Regions from separate parts of the Mus musculus genome. Here region 1 is linked to region 2. Evidence: chromatin contacts called from public Hi-C data. All regions are on one chromosome and are shown on one strand. The core of a region is the stretch at or near the end of the contact, and the rest is flanking DNA. Distances in the headings are between cores, read along the strand shown.

Region 1 (2,700 bases), core at 102-2,601, 93 kb after region 2:
AACGCAATGCTTCAAAGAAAGGAAGTGCCGCGGGGAGCCTACAAGGTCTGCTCCCTGAACTAGGAGGGAAAAAAAAAAAAAAGACTATGAATCTCACTCACAAAAGTCTAGCACAGGAGATTGCAGCCTTGACTTCTGGTAACCACGAAACAGACCACAGAATCAATCCTAATGACAATAGGACCCAGAGTATTTGCATAGAATCAGAAAGGTCTTTTATCTTTGCACCCTGATTTCCAACTTCCTATTCCACTCACTCCCTGGGCAAGGGGCCAAGCCAAACAGAAGCCGGGTTCCCTTCTTTGCTCTGTTCACTCCCCAAAGACAGCTGTCAGTCCGTCGCATCCTGAGCACGCAGCATTTCAAGAAAATCAAAAGAGGAACTGAAAAGGCAGAGGCTGAACTTGTGGTTCCCAAGCACAACCACATGTTCCTGGAGTACTCCACTCCTCTACGATCGCCTTCCAGATACTGAAAGAGAGGTGAGATTGTAGCTCTCTCAGTAACTAGCTGCCCTCAAGCACCTTCTAACCAAACAAGAACCTATCTCCAGAAAACCGTCCCAATAAGAGCAAGCTCCAAACCCAGGCATAACTTAAGCAGAATTGCAGAGGATGCACACGCTAGGTGTCCAAGAGAGGGGCGGGGAAAATGCTCTCTCCTGGAACGCCACCCCAGCTGCCCCCGACCGCGTGGCGATGCCGGGTGGGGGCGCAGTGAACCCAAGCGCGTGGGACCAGAAGTGAGACCGCGCCCTCCTGCGGGCAAGAGCTACCAGGCGGGAGGCACAGATAACCTGGAAGGGACAGAGAGGGTGGGGGATCCCTCTGATGCGCTCTGCCGGCTCACCGGTCTTTAGCCGGGAGCTTCGGATCCAGGGACAGAGCCCTACAAGCCAGTCCGAAAAGCGGGCTGTTTCCAGACCCGGACGCACTGGGCACTTACCAGCTGCAGTGCGCAGAGACAGACCAGCGAGCAGCGCCCGGTGCAGCAGCCCATGGTGCGGCCAGCGTCCCAGCAGCGCCGCTTGAGAGAGATCTGGCAGCTCCGGCTGTATCCTGCGACTTCAGAGCAGCCCGCGCGGCTCTCTCCCCGACTGACCGGGCGCAGGCTCCGGACCCCGCGGCCGGCTTTCTGCTTTCGGACTGGGGCTCGCTGTCGCCTTTGTTAATCTGCGTGCAGGGCGGGCGGAGGTCAGCGCGGCGCGCCCGTGCAGTGCGTCTGCCAGGGGTCCCTACCTCCTAGCGCGAGGGTCGGCTTCTTGAGGAGGGGGAGCCGGGCGGAGGGCGGGGGATGGAAGAGGCTACAGCTGGTGAGTGGGTGAATGTCTTTTAGGGGAGGGGAGTATGCAGGAGGTGGGTGTCTGGAAAGTGCGGTGGGCTGTCTGGGTCGGTGTGTGAGAGTGTGTGCTCACGCGAGTGTGTGTGTGTGTGTGTGTGTGTGTGTGTGTGTGTGTGTGTGTGTGTGTGAGTTGGGAGGGGATGAATGAAAGAGAGCGCCTCTGGGGAGGATCGTCTTGTCTTGTTAGGAGTCTGGGGAGAGAGAAAGAGACTGTGGGAGGATGAGATTGAATGTGAATGAGCTTGAATCTGGGAGGCCCCCAGGGATTTGAAGCCTAGGCTCACGGAGCAATTGTGGAGTCATAAGCTGTAGGTTTTCTTTCTGGGTGTGAGGAGTGGGTGAAAGCTACTGCAAAACCTGGAGCTAGGTTTACCCACGCTGCCCTGGAGAGGTACATGTTCTGTTTGGTGTGTGGGGAGGAAGGACCAAGAGACTTGGAACTCAACGTGAAAGCACTCTACATAATGAATGGCCAAGGTAGGGCAGTGGACTGAGCCACTGGCATGGCGCTAAGAGGTGGTTCAATCAATAAGGGTCTCAACCCAAGACTCTGGGTCCCAGGTCAGCGGAGATGACATTTTTCGCACCAGGCGCCCCTGCTGGAATCTTCTAGGAAAAGTTGCCTAGGGTCACAGCAGAGCTTAATGTTCCCCCAAGAGCCCAGAGACTAGACACACTGCTCAAACTGACTTAAGGCTTTAATTTGGAGTGCCTTGGGAGTCTTCATAGAGACACTGACAAGGAAAAGACAGGGCCTTTTAATAATAATGAGATATTTCTAGAATAAACACAAATAAGAAGTTGGACAGAGAAAAAGTGAGAGGAGCCTAGAAGTAAAACCTAATTCTAGTTACTTAAGATACCAAACAAACTCTCCACGAATTCTAAAGAAACTGACTACCCTCACATGAACAGAGCAGAGCCCAGGAGTTCTGTAGCTAAATCACTCCTCAAGAATCAGGAATAAGTCGAAAAACCAAAAAAGAAAAAGAAAAAAAAAGAAAAGAAAAGAAAGAAAAAGAAAAAGAAAAAGAAAAGAAAAGAATCAAAAATAAACCCTTGACAAATTGAGTCCAAAGAGGAACAAGGCTGGAAACACGGTTTTTAACCTATTGCTGCTCTCCTGGTAGATTCTTGGTTTATAAGTTAAGAAAAAGTGAAGGCTAGGTCAAGTGTCTCTTGCCTCTTAGCACTCTGGAGGCGTAAGTAGGCTGATCTCTCTGAGTTCAAGGATACCCTGGTCTATAAAGAGAGAAAAGGCAAGAGTATGTATTTAACCCATTCAGACATTAGTTTTGGATTTTTGTTTCTCTTGCAATTTTATGTCCTGCTCTTTGTAATTCCTACAACATACATTTT
Region 2 (2,700 bases), core at 46-2,545:
AACGGCAGTAAAAATTACTTTGGTATTTCTTCTTATACCTGTCACAATGGCTAAGATTAATAACAATAGTGGCAGCACATGGTGGTGAGAATAGGAAGCAAGGGGCATACTCCTCCATTGCTGGTGGGAGTACAAACTTGTCCAACCACTGTGGAAATTGACATGGCAGCTCCTCAGTAAACTGGGAATCAATGGACCTCAAGACCCAGCTGTACCATTCATTAGTATATAGCCAAAGGATGCTCTATCCTACCCTAAGGACACTTTCTCTGTTATGTTCACATCAGCTTTATTCATACCAGCCAAACACTGCCAACAACCTAGATGACCCTCAGCTAAAAAAAGAAAGAAAGAAAAAGAAAAAAAAAGAAAAAAAAGGGATGAAGAAAGTGTGATTGTGATTAGTTTACACAGCAGAGAGTTACTCAGCAATTAAAAATAATTACATCATGAAATTTGCAGGCAAATGAATGGAACTAGAAAAAAGTCATCCTGAGTAAGGCAACCCAGACTCAGAAATATAAACATATTATGTACTTAACTATAAGTGGATATTAGCTATCACTGGAAGACTATGTGTCTGCATTTCTTCTTGATTATCCTATGGCTAACGAGATCATAAGCACAACATTCATGATGGCAGGCATGACTGTGCATACACTTATTACTGACTCTCTATATGACTCATACATTTTGTCACCACAAAGTGTTAGCCTACTAGAAACACATACATGTGCTATGCCCTCCCTGTGTCACTCTTAGTTTAGAGTATGAGCTAGTTATTTCCTCATATTGGCTTCCATAATCCATAAGAGGCTTGGTGCCTATTCTTATTGCAACTTGATATACAATGTTTGGTTGATATCCATTGGAGTTCTGAGCTTTTCTGAAGAAAAAAGAAGGAGGGATGTATGGGAGTTGGGGATCAGGATGAGGACAGAGACTGAGAGGATAGAAGGGAGGAGAAACTAGAGTCAGGATGTAATATATGAGAAGAATAAATACATAAGTTAAAAAGATAAGCCCTCATTTCATGATTCATAGTCATACTTGAAAATGACCTTTCTATGAAGCTCTTATTCCTTGTTTTCTTAAAGCAGCAAATTCTTCATCAAACCAGACTCCCAAGGCCATGAACTCCTGATATAGAATTGTGGGGCATCCTGAAGTTGTCCTGACTTAGCTGCCTTGAGAGGGATGTGACATAAGTTTTTCAGGTTTGAGTGCATGGCTACTGGAGCACAATGTGCCTTCCAGTTCCTGAGAGATTGAAACACACCATCAGGCAGTGAGGCATTCAGGCTACTTTGTGTTTTCCTGTATGTTCACTTGTAAGTCAAGCAAGCATAAAAGCATGACAGAACAATTGGTCTTAGACATTAATCTTGTGTTTCCTGTATAGCTTGCAAATGTCACTGTATCCTGGCAACTGCAACTCTATTGATCTGGGCAATTGCCATTATAATCTGCTCCTGATAAAAAGTATAAAAAGTCTGACTACTTTCAATATAATTGCCACACTTAAGTTTTCTTGAGGATCCTCGAGCTGGCCGAGTTTACTTCCTCCTGGACATGTCAGGTAACCTTGGTATGGTAAGTAAGCTCTGACACTTATCAGTAGTTCTCAAACAGGGACTTGAAATAAGGAGACTTAAGGGAAGGAAAAGGGAAAAGGTGGTAATGGCAAGGAACTCCTGGAAATCAGGTACACATAAGTATAATAAAAAGATGGGTCATGTAAGGTCAACAGAGTAACATTTGTTTGAACTAGTTCTACAAAATTTATCTTTGGAGGAAAGAGGTAAAGTATGACATCACCAGTTAATGAAATTCATGGAGGTCATTAGTGAACTTCAGCCTTTTTTCTCTGAGGAAGAATTCCTGGATTCCAGAAGTTGGTCCAGATTAGGAAAAACAATTCATGGAGAGGTAGATGCAAAGGGACCAGAAAAAAATTTCTGGTGAAACATTCCAGCTTTGGAAACAAATAAAACCAGTAGCAGGTAAAAATGACATAGTTAAAGTTAGAAGTGAAAATTATCAGAAAAAGCAAAACTAACCCTTTAAAAAGAAAATAAAGTTAGACCCTGAAAGTATATTATTTACTGTCTTTGGACAGGGTTAAGGGTTTCTTCCTACTTAGGCTGAGTTCCCTCCCCCACCTCCAGCTCCAATTTCTTCTGCTCCTAAACCTGTCCAAGACCAATTCTTCATAGCATGGAAACATTTTTTTTCACTGCTTCACTTAATCTCTTACTGAGGTTATAAAAGAGGTTTCTCATCCCACAATAGGAGAATTAATTCCATCTAAGTCAGAGTACAGGTCTCTGTCTGCATAGTTTCTGAATAACAGGAGAAGATACAAGTGGATTTTCTTTTTCCAGTGAATGAAGCACTTAATCCTAATGACTATGTGCAAAATATTAGAAATTATATAGACATTTTACTTAAGATTCTTAAGGATCTCAAACAGGCTTTTGATCAATATAGACCAAGTGCTCTTTTTACATTGTCTCTCCCTTATTCTATTTGTGAGGAAGGTTTTCTTCTTTCTGATTCGAGGATCTTAGCAAAAATTTGTAAATATTTACTGAGAAAGACTAATTATTCAGAAAGATGTCAGAAGCACTATTAGAAAACAACAAAATAATGTGGCCATAGCTTTTGAAATGTTAACAGAAGGAGGCATGTATTGTGATG

The links. A called contact is a pair of places that touch in the nucleus more often than the background predicts.
Region 1: a contact with region 2 is called in a Hi-C map of uterus, with 2.0 times the contacts expected there. The contact joins the promoter of Nkain3 here to the enhancer-like site in region 2. A contact is called at or near these places in 4 of 39 promoter capture datasets (embryonic stem cells, hippocampal neurons, liver and 1 more), 6 of 484 Hi-C or Micro-C datasets (the AML12 cell line, hemogenic endothelial cells, nephron progenitors and 1 more), 1 of 115 datasets of contacts at active chromatin or transcription factors (embryonic forebrain) and 4 of 9 other capture datasets (adipose tissue, embryonic stem cells, liver and 1 more).

The regions. Positions count from the first base shown.
Region 1 is chr4:20,777,317-20,780,016 of GRCm38.p6, forward strand. Nkain3 (Na+/K+ transporting ATPase interacting 3) reads right to left here and starts at 1,352. Exons shown (of 6, transcript NM_001290410.1): 1 at 946-1,352. The coding sequence starts at 999.
Region 2 is chr4:20,684,411-20,687,110 of GRCm38.p6, forward strand. All of the region lies in intron 1 of Nkain3 (Na+/K+ transporting ATPase interacting 3), which reads right to left. Among named protein-coding and RNA genes, the nearest start is that of Nkain3, 93 kb to the right of the region's middle. Within about 2 kb of position 1,296, at least 2 of the 459 cell types and tissues checked have an H3K27ac peak or open chromatin away from gene starts, as enhancers often do. A contact at or near this core is called in uterus, where this site is marked.